Linked DNA regions of Mus musculus: region 1 is linked to region 2. The links are chromatin contacts, called in public HiChIP or PLAC-seq maps. All regions are on one chromosome and are shown on one strand. Each heading gives the region's core, a stretch centred on a gene start, on an enhancer-like site or on the middle of the called end of the contact. The rest is flanking DNA. Distances are from core to core; before and after follow the strand shown. Region 1 overlaps Pvt1 (Pvt1 oncogene). Region 2 has its middle 170 kb from the start of Gm24696.

Evidence for each region. HiChIP or PLAC-seq counts read pairs in DNA pulled down with a chosen protein or histone mark.
Region 1: a contact with region 2 is called in a FOXA1 HiChIP or PLAC-seq map of pancreatic cancer cells. The contact joins two enhancer-like sites. A contact is called at or near these places in 3 of 115 datasets of contacts at active chromatin or transcription factors (extraembryonic endoderm stem cells, microglia and pancreatic cancer cells).

Annotation. Positions count from the first base shown.
Region 1 is chr15:62,103,267-62,108,659 of GRCm38.p6, reverse strand. All of the region lies in intron 1 of Pvt1 (Pvt1 oncogene), which reads right to left. Among named protein-coding and RNA genes, the nearest start is that of Pvt1, 68 kb to the right of the region's middle. Within about 2 kb of position 1,864, at least 151 of the 459 cell types and tissues checked have an H3K27ac peak or open chromatin away from gene starts, as enhancers often do. A contact at or near this core is called in pancreatic cancer cells, where this site is marked.
Region 2 is chr15:61,528,864-61,534,460 of GRCm38.p6, reverse strand. No RefSeq gene overlaps it. Among named protein-coding and RNA genes, the nearest start is that of Gm24696, 170 kb to the right of the region's middle. Within about 2 kb of position 1,525, at least 64 of the 459 cell types and tissues checked have an H3K27ac peak or open chromatin away from gene starts, as enhancers often do. A contact at or near this core is called in pancreatic cancer cells, where this site is marked.

The sequences.
Region 1 (5,393 bases), core at 615-3,114, 570 kb before region 2:
GTCAAGATTCCCCGTCAGTCCGATGTAGAACCAAAAAGGCCTCGGTTGTCAAATCCATTACTCTCTCCCTCTGGCTAACCATTGCAGACTTGATGCTCAGCCTGCCCATGGGCTGCAGGAGCTATGAACCTTAACCTACTGTCCAAGCCGAGCCACTGCTTACCCGGCTTGGCTTAGAAACAGAAGTTTCTAAAGGAACCAACACTCACCCTCCCCAGAAGCTGCCCTGCTCTGGCATGGTCCTGACCCTGTGCAAAGCATCAGGCACATATTCAGCACATAGTGCCTGTTGTGAGCCTCAACACCAACCCTGTGACAGAAGAGAATACTAACTTCAGTCATGCCAAAGAGAGAAGGGAAGGGAACTGGATTGTCACTGGCCCTGAGTCACATAGGGTAGTAGAGATTGAAACTCAGAACAGCCACCTGCTGACACACATGGTACCAAACATCTGGTCCCGTGGTGTTCTCCGCTCTTGGCATAGAGCCAAGAAAGGATTGTGTCTATCTTCCCTATGGAACTGCCAGTGTCTTAATGAATTAACCATCACATCTTCATTTATCATCCTTGTAGGGTGAGAGGCCAGTACCAGGTATACACTAAGTCTCAGAGACATAGTCATCCCCCTCAGGCCTTGGCCTTCGAGGTATTTAGGGTCTAGACAGAAATAAGACCCTTCAATCAGTAAGTACCCATCAACATAGGCAAGGGTAGCTCCAGAGGGGATTTTCTTTTTATTATTATTTTAACTTAGAGGGGCTGGTGAGATGGCTCAGTGGGTAAGAGCACCCCGACTACTCTTCTGAAGGTCCTGAGTTCAAATCCCAGCAACCACATGGTAGCTCACAACCATCTGTAACGAGATCTGACGCCCTCTTCTGGAGCTGTCTGAAGACAGCTACAGTGTACATCCATATAATAAATAAATAGATAGATAAACAAATAAATAAATAAATCTTTAAGAAAAAAAGAAAAAGAAAGAAACATTAACTCGAACAACTTCTATTTTTTGTCTTTCTCCCACAGGCGCCCAGCGTCATACCAGACACATAGACAGACACGGAAGACAGCAGATCTCTTCCTAGCAGCCACATCAACAGACAGCCCTCAACCAGCATCCAGGACAGCTTGGTGTAAAGACAGGAACATACCAGAAACACTGCATTGAAAGGAGATGGGTCTTAGGGGCTTACATTTTAGAGGGAGCTCCAGGTAGCCCGAGAGATGACAACAAACATTCTCATTGAGTCAAGGGTAGAGATACAATCCTCTTAGTTTCGGTCCTTGTTTTCAGTGGGCATCCAGGCTGAAGAATCCATCCAGCTACTTGTAACATCTCCAGGCAAGCCAGGTGTAATACTCCGGAATTTGTATCCACCAGAATTACTCCCCAGGAAACTGCATCTTACTGTAAATCCACAGGGTTCAGGAAGTCTCCAGAGAGGTCCCAGCAGACACGGCCTGCTGATGGAGGGCATCTTCTTACCGTAGTAGAGTTAAGAAAATCAGACCTGAGACAAGGGAGAAGAAAACCACTTTGGCACAATCACAGACTACAGTAGCAATCAACAATTCTTCCTTATATCTGACCCTGACCTGTCCACAGAGGAATGTGCTTAAAAAAAAAAAAATATATATATATATATATATATGGGTGAGTGGAAGGCCTAGGGGTAAAGGAAGGGTATGGTGTGGGGAAAGCCTTCATCGACGGACACTGGGTCCCAGTCGCTAACCCTCCAGGCAGGAGAGCCTCAGAGTTGGCTGGGAGGAGAATAGGGCCTGCCTGAACCAACAGTATGGATGAGGGAGAGAGAGCGTCAGTCTCTGGCTTGCTTTGGCTGACAGAAGGCCAGGCCTGGCACCCAGCCAAGCTCCCCTGCAGGTCTGAAAGGTCCCAGCAGGGAGCTACTAGGCTTAGAGGCTTAGGGGTCAGCTGGTCGGAAGTCAGGCTTTGTTTTGTTTCTTTTTAAAAGCAACCACAAAAGGCTGGCCTGGCTCCAAGTTCTGCCCTACTGCCTGAGCTGCTTCTCCAGGACAGGGCCTAGGGGCTCTTACTCTTATTTATTCAGCTATTCCTGGGCCCTTCTAGACTGGTCCAGCTACTAAGCTGGTCTCCTCAATCCAGTGTTTTCACATTATCCTAGAAACCACAGAGGCTGGGGCCTGACCTTCCCTAACCACCTAAGAGCGCTAGTGGCACTTCGCAGAGCATCTGTCATTCATCCCACTAGAAGCATTTCCCAGTGAAGTTCCTAGAATATTGGGGGGGGGGGGGGCACCAGGGCACAGACAGTAAGTGTGATGCACTATAGGAAGAGAACAGCAGACGCCAGGTAGGCAGTCACCTGTCTTCCCAATCAGAGGCCCGATCCAGCATCCTGCATTACCTTAAGAAGAGTACCTACCCAAGATGGCTATGATTAAAATTTTAGACATTTCCTACATATACAATCTCATTTCATCGACACATACACACACACAGGGAAGGAGGGAGGGAGGGAGAGAGGGAGAGGGAGAGGGAGAGATCGAGCTATGAATTATAAATGGTTATTATTTGGTTGCAGAATTTGAGGCCCAGGGTAGCAACCAGGGGAGTCCAGCAGCTGACTCTCAGACCTGGAGTCCATTTAATCTCTAAGAGGGGGAAGAGACATGCAGAGGAAAGACACAGCTGTGGTTCTCAGCACAACCTCAGTTAGCAATAAGGGGGCAAAGACATAGTTAAACATTTACAGAGGCCAACAGACAAATCTCAAGCCCTGAAGGAAAGTTTACGTTGCTGGATCAAGTCCGTTAAAGTTCTAGGACCTGAAGAAGAATTCTCACATGACTGGGTGAGCATTCCTCTCATCAAGGGGTGGTTCCTGACCAAGAACAGAGCCAGTGAGGATGCTCAGGAGAAAAGATAATTCATCGTACTCTTGTCTGTCAGAAAACATCAAGGCGGGGCTTGCCACACCAGGGCTTCAAGTGTCTTCAACCCTGAATGTCTGTCTCTCTAGAAGGGTACAGACGCTATAAGATAAGCTTTAAAACCACACGGAGAATCCAAGGAGCAATGAGCACCAACTGAGTCTCAGCGGTGTATAGCACTTACTGCAAAGATCAATGAGGCTGCAGAGAGCGGCGGACAAAGAAAGACCACAGGAATGTGTATTTACCATGACACACACACACACACACACACACACACAAAAAAAAAAAAAAAAAAACCTAAATAAACCTCTCTGTGCTCTTAGAAGCCAAGACAAGTGGTGCAACAAGCCTGGTGGCATGAGTTCAATCCTTGGAACCCACATACAGGGTAGAAGGAAAGAGCCAATTCCACAAAGTTCTCCTTGGATGTGTGCATGCACACACAAATGAAGAGCAATAGTTAATTAAAATAGCAAAAGAAGAAAGCAAAACTAAGTTACACTGAGTAACTGGTGTGGGAGCAGACCTTCTGAAAGGGGTAATACTCTGTCTATCCAGGTGCTTGCTGGCTCCACATCTGACTGTGCATGTGCCCACTTATGTGCTTGAGCTGCTAGTGTGCGTGTGTGTGTGTGTGTGTGTGTGTGTGTGTGTGTGTGTGAAAGAGGGCTTACACTTTTTAAGACTTTCCTGGGAAAGTATACCACGGGACCATCAAGACATAGAAACAGGCCCTCTGACTTGAGAATGGGCATCTACAGGGGCTCCCGGACTCTCCACACCATCTTGTCACAAGCTGCTGCTGTCAGCTGGCCGTGCCTGGAAGACATCCAGGGGGTGGCTTCATCAGGAAGCAAGCTCTGGCTTTGTGACACAGAAAATTGCCCCACGAGAAAGCACAGCCCCGGGGTCCTTTCTCTTGGCTGTGCCTCTTTCCTCTCTGTCTCCCAGACTGTCAGGCCCAAATGTGTCACTTCCTTTTTGACCACCCTCCCTCCTAGGTATTTGTACCAGCTGACGCCTGCAAGCAGATACTGATGAGAACCGCAGGCTGCTTCAGTGTCCTACCCACCAGCAATAGAGCAAAGGGCTTTGTGTCTGAACTCCCTTGAACACGGGTCCAGGGGATGCTTTGCAAGCTGCAGGGGTAACACAAGGTGCTACAGTTAGCAGAAAATGAAGCTCAGAAGTCTTCCCCAGTACCCATTTTGTGTCCCAGTGTGTCCCCATTCTTCCATGACACTACATATAAGTACACACACATATGAGTGTCTCACTCCCCTTCTCTAACTTCTAGAACTGTCCAACAATATCAGTCTCCAACCCGGGAAGTAGAAGTCCATCAGAATGCCTGAATAACGAACGCAGCCCACGGACCACAGTACTGACTGCAGGGGCTAGCAAATGGTCCTGGGAGGGAAGGCTGGCCCAGCCTCACTGCCTCCCACAAATACCCCCTCAATTGGAAAATTACAGCCTCTTAAACTTGACAATGAAGACATCTCCTTTCCTTCCTCCCTGACGCACAGAAGCAGCAGTCATGGAGACCAGGTACTTGTATGCCAAAGTCTAGGTCTTGTCTACACTAGAAAGACATTTCAGGGTCTGCTCTCAGACAACACTGTAACTATCCTTCTGTAGACAGACTTCATTTTCCCTTCCTTTCCTTTCTTCCCCAAGCTGCTGCCTTAACAGAGATCAGCTGTTTCAGGATGCACAAGCTTTCTAGCACTGGCTCCTTCTCACACTCAGGGAATGGAATATGAATTGGGTCAGGGACCCAATAAGCCAGAGTGTGAAGACCTTCGGGCCTCTAGCACATCCTTTGAAAGTATGTCTTTGAGGCACTGAGAGATGCTGTTCCTGGATTCAGAACTGGGTTTAGTTATTGGCACAGCATCTGGAATTCTAGTTTTAAGGGATGTGCCACCCTCTTCTGACCTTCACTCACACTAGGCACACACATGGTACACATACAAACATATAGACAAAACATCCATATCCATAGAATAAAATAAAGTTAGGAAGGAAGGAAGGAAGGAAGGAGGAAGGGAGGGAAGGAGGGAGGGAGGGAGGGAGGGAGGGAGGGAGGGAGGGAGGGAGGGAGGGAGGGAGGGAGGGAGGGAGGGAAGACAGAAAGGCAGAAAGAGAAAAGAATCTCTTTGGCCTGAAGAGATGGTTCAGTGGTTAAGAGGACTAGTTACTCATTTTGTGTTCTTGTTTTTCGAGACAGGGTTTCTCTGTGTAGCCCTGGCTGTCCTGGAACTCACTCTGTAGACCAGGCTGGCCTCGAACTCAGAAATCTGCCTGCCTCTGCCTCCCAAGTGCTGGGATTAATTTAAAGGCGTGCTCCACCACTGCCCACTGGTTACTCTTCCAGAGGTCCTGAGTTCAATTCCCAGCAACAATACAGTGGCTCACAAGCAGCAATAATAGGATCCAATGCTTTCTTCTGTCACATAGGCATATACAT
Region 2 (5,597 bases), core at 276-2,775:
TATTCCTAAATATAACCTCTTCAGACTATATAATGTTCCTTTTACTTATGCTTTTAAGGTTGATCAGTTGGTGTTGGATAACCAATTAGTGTGTTCTTCCCTGAGAAAGATCATCTCTCCCACTCCTAGCTTTGCTCACTTATCAATAGTTCCTTGTTTAGGGCAGAGACCTCAGGGACTCCATCCACTTTGAAAGTCCATTGCTATCATCTTTGTCCATCCTTGTTCATTTCACATTGGACAGTCAGGTTGGTTAGATCTTTTGAGTGTAGCTTCTGATGTTGCTAGGAGATAGCACCTCACAGCCAATAAGGGAGTGATTCCAGTTCAGATGTGGGGAGCAAACTCAGAAAGCAAAGCAGGGGACATAGAGAACAGTTACACACAAAGGACGAATGTCCTGACACAGGAAGTGGCACAGTAGAAATAGTACGAGTGAAAAAAATGTCTCTTCAAAAAGACTGTTAAATAAAATTAATGATGGTGATCTGGCTGGAAGGAGACAATGCTGTTCTACAAGAGAAGAATGGAACCTCTTTCATTTAAGCACTGCCTGCCTATGTTTCTGAGTGCCATCTGATACACTACCAGTGTGAAATGGTTCCAAAGAGCAACCACCAAATCTATTCAGGACATTGATAGATTAATAGATTAATAGAAACTATCTAAGATATTACATAAAAGTTTTTCATATTCTGAGATGCAGAAATTATTAGGAGTAAAGATGGCCTGCATGCTTTTTTTTTTAATCTGACCACAAAGCAGTTAATGTGTGGTTAGCTCTGAGGTCTCACATCTGAGCTATTGTTGAGACAAGTTAATTTCTCCTGTTTCTAGAACATTCCTGTAAGTTCTTCTTCAGTCTCAAATACAGGGCAAAATGAAAGCCAAACAAAACAACAAACAAACAACAACAAAACCAAAAACCTAAAACAAAGAAAATCAGTTTCTCGTCTTGAAGAAGAAGCCAGCACTGAACTCTACAGGGTTCAGTGAATCTATGTGTATCAGACACAGCTGAACATAAATTATCTATTAACTTTTGATATAATCCTGATTTTTCCAACGGTGTGATAACTCACAGCAGTCCTCTACTACATTGCCAGAATCACACAGCCAATAAACATCAGAACAGGATATAACCCCAGCCCATCTATCTGAGCCACCCATGCATTTAAAGAGCCTGCCTCATCATGTCCTAACACAGGACAAGCATGCTGCCTCTTCTGTATGTCCTTTTTCCATGTCCCACCTTCACATTCAGTGCTGGCCCAGAACTTGTGGTATTACATTAAGATACGGCCAGGAAGGGTCATAGGTGAGAGAAGAGCAATCCCACACCTACCCGTTTCTACAGCTGCACTGTTTCTTCCTTCAGATGAAGTTCGTGCTGTTATATAAAAGGAATGTTACCCAAATGCCTCCAGCATGAGTTTCCTTTTAAAGGAGAAATAGAAGAATGAGGCGTTTGGTTTTCCTTTGTTTGCCTGTAGCACCTATGTTAAGAATTTGTCCTTAAACCATGACTCACTCATTCTTGGAGCGAAGTACAAGGAAGTGAACAGATATAATACTTCTGTGAGATGTGGGCTTGAGCTTGTGTGGGAAAGATTGAACTGGGACCGTTAAGGCAACGTTTCATTCAAAACCCACCAATCCACCCCACCCTGCCCCTTCCCCAACAGTTCCCAACATGACTGTTGTTCCAGAAGGCCCATTTTCGGTCTTGCATGACTATCAAATATTCAGACAAGTGATATCTAGTTCCTTTGTATGTGGTTGCTTGCTGGATTGTTAAGGTTTATAATTATTAACTGAATCATTGGCTAGTTGTTCAGTAGGCAGTTGGATTGGGAATAGTTATTTACAGAACAAAAGCAGATGGCAGGACAAGTAGTTTAGATAGAGTGCAGGGTATATAAGCTTGAAAAGTATTGAGTTTTTGCAGATGGCATGGCATTAAGCTTTCAACTTAACCCACTGCATTTTAATTCCCTCGCTCTATAAGTGCATATGCTACCGGTAGAAAAGATCCTGTTAGAATACCAAGATCCCAGTTCTCAGTATATCAAGAACCATTCTAGAAAGTGACCCATTTGGGCAACTCCTAGCCCCCGACCTCTTCATCGCCAGCAATGTGGCTGCCTAGAAACTTCTCAGTGTAATTCACTGGCAACAGGGAGTTCCATGAATACCAGTGAGTCATCCTGCTGGCTACTGTGATCCACAAGTGGGATGCCTAGGTGCTCAGGATGTTTGCTTTGGAAGGAACTCACCCAAAGAATTTCTTTCCTTTGCATGAGACAATGAAGAGTGGGAAGTCACTCTGGGTGTGATTGTTTATCTCTCTTCTTTTATATCCATTGTTTAATTCCTGTGAAAATGCAAGTCCTGAAGCAATGAAAATTTAAGAATTTAGGAGGACCCTATAGAGAACAAAAATTTCAGTTGCCTGTGCTTATCCACTCATGAGGTCCTAATGTTCATTAAAAAACAAAAAAACAAACAAAAAAAAAACAAAGAAAGAAAGAAAAGAGAAGAGAAGAGAAAAGAAGAGAAGAGAAGAAAAGAAAAAGGCATCCTGAACTTCCTGCAAATTCTTGGCTTACACTGGAAATCAGTGTTATCACCCAATAGTGCCTGGTTATCAAAATGATACAACCCATGAATACTTCAATACCCTCCTGATTTCTGAATCAAGACTCAACAATACCACTCCCACTTGCACCACCGTCACGACCACCATCAGTACTACCACCACAAAAACCTATCACCAAGTAACATGTAAGTACCAAGTAACACAATAGCCAAAGGGAAATAGTTCAGACACAATTCTTTTATGTAGCAAAATGATTGGTGTGTCTTACTCTGTGGCTCAAGACTATCAGGGAAGTAAACTAATACTGATGTAATTCTCCCTCATTTCATTCATCGCCACAGACTGGGCAATCTCCCATGGCCAGCTGAATTCAAGCTTAGGAAACCGAGAGGCCCAGGTAGACTGCACTTTTTCTTACTCATATCCATTTGACATGTAAAAAGCATTCCCTTAAGGACTCTTGAAAATGGGCCTTCAACATCTTCTTGCCTGGAACTGAGTAAGATGGCTTTTCCTCGTGGTTGAGGAAGGCTGCAGAATGAGAATCCAGAATCTGCAGCCTTTTCTATGGAACATCGAAAAGGGAAGAAAGGCACGGTTGTAAACTGCCAGCTAGTATGATATCAAACCTGCTTCTTACCAGAGACACGGAGTTGCCTTAAACAAACAAACAAAACAACAGCACCTGCTGAGAACTCCTTGGAGAATTTACCATTGTCTTCATAACACCCAGTTGCTGCTGTTGAACAGATTTTATGACAAATCAAACATATAGAACAAAGGTTATGAAAAGCAAAACCTTGATTTGTTTCTGAATACCTGTCTGCTCCTGGATATTAAGATGTAGAAGAACAGGGATAATGTCTGCCTTGTTCATTATGGCCCTTGGGCATCCAGCACAAGGTTGACATGATGTATGTCATTCACATTTATTAGATGTAGCAATAAATGACCAAACACGAGCTTTGAGGTTAAGTGAAGAGTTTAAGAACACTAGGTGCTACCAAGGAGAGGAGAGGGAGTCATTTATTTTTTGTATGTTTGTTTCGTTTTGTTTTGTTTGATGAGTATATGGAAACACATATGCATTGGTTGTGCACAGCATACGAACAACTATCTTCTATAGTACTCTTCAAGGCATGATTAAAAGTTTTCTCTTCTTTCCATTGCACTGAGTATTTATACTTCTACTTTACATTTGCGCTTCTCATATTCTGCTTTTACGGATTGCACTTGCAGTGTTAGAGAGCGGGAAAACACCACAGTACTTCAAGGTTACCTTTCTTGATCAAAGTTTCAGAGGGTGGGGAGAGCCATGCTGTATTACTTCTAAGTGAGCTCCTGTGCTTTCCTTAACTGTCTTCCTCCTGCTGGTCCTCTTCCTCCTTCCCTCCCCTTTCCTTCTCCTCCTCCTCCTTTTGATTCATTCATTGTAATCCTAAAAAGAATACAGGATATATCTTTGTCCCCCTTTCAAGGATGATAAAAGTATTCTGTATATTAATATGTAAATCCAAAACACATGGCAGATTGCAAGCACTAGGTAGAATTTGGTTAAACTGAGAAAAATCTAGACTAACAAATAATCATCTGTTATTTCCTTTTTTAGGAGGAAAGGAGAGAGAGACAGAGAGACAGAGAGAGAGAGACAGAGAGACAGAGAGACAGACAGAGAGACAGAGAGAGACAGAGAGACAGAGAGACAGAGAGACAGAGAGACAGACAGAGAGACAGAGACACCAGGGGTATCTGTGAGGCTCTACTAAAGCTGCCTTGGATTATATGACCAGGTGGGTATGCACATCTCAATAGTGTGATTTTTAGAAAGCCTGAGGTAGATTTTGTTTTTCCAAAGATTTTTGTCTAGAGTATCCCGCATTTCATAGACATTTTACACATACGCCTCCTACATTCAAAACTGTTCCATGTTTTCTGTTCTTGAGTCTCAGCAATATGTAACTGTATTCAGTGACTACAGAAATTATATACTTTTTATTTCTATGACTAGGGCATGAATTATCTTATGTGCTTCCTCCTTCCTGCTGTCCCAGAGAACTTCCTCATTGACTAGTCCTAAATTGTAAGACAGTTTACATCTCTCTTGTGGAAAACATAACTGACAACACTTTCAGTAACAACTAGGGTTATCCTGACCATTATCTGAATAATTTTCTTGGATGTGGATTGCCTAGTCCTGTCCCCCACATCTCCTACTCTAGCTGATGCCACACTGAGTAGACATTCCTTGTGAAGCCTGCCTAAGTTGAAGTCTTGTTAATAAATAAATAATTCTTGATTTAAGTTACCATTTTTTGAATGGCTGTTGTATAGCAGTAGGTAATTGGAACAAAACCCATTACCATGAGATATCACATCTTCTCATCCATATATTTGTATAACAGTGAAGTAGATATTTATATTTTCAAATGCATTTTTGAAGTTTTTGATTCATAGGTCAGTCATTCTCAAACTCAACTCAATGTGTAAAATATGGCTTGTACATGCACTGTAGACTTTCCGAATGGTGACTAGAGGCACTTGTGAAAGTCCTTAGAGGAACAGAGTTGGAGTCTTGTCATAATGGCAACTATTTTTCATTGAGGTACAATTCATAGAGGGAATAAAGATCATTTGCAAGTGTTTAGATAACATCATAAATTTTGAAAGGGTTCTTTAATTTATGACTTATTCATCTGTCATTCACCTACCCTCTCATGTATCCATCTATGTGTTTTAGCTCATTTATCTAGGAGTAAATTTGATTAATGATATTTTCATGAAGAAGAGGGAGGAGAAAATTCTTGTATTTGGAATTTTGACAAACAGTAGACAATTATCCACACCAAATACTATCATCAAGAAAGGACAAAGGTGCCGGGCGTGGTGGTGCACGCCTTTAATCCCAGCACTTGGGAGGCAGAGGCAGGCAAATTTCTGAGTTTGAGGCCAGCCTGGTCTACAGAGTGAGTTCCAGGACAGCCAGGGCTATACAGAGAAA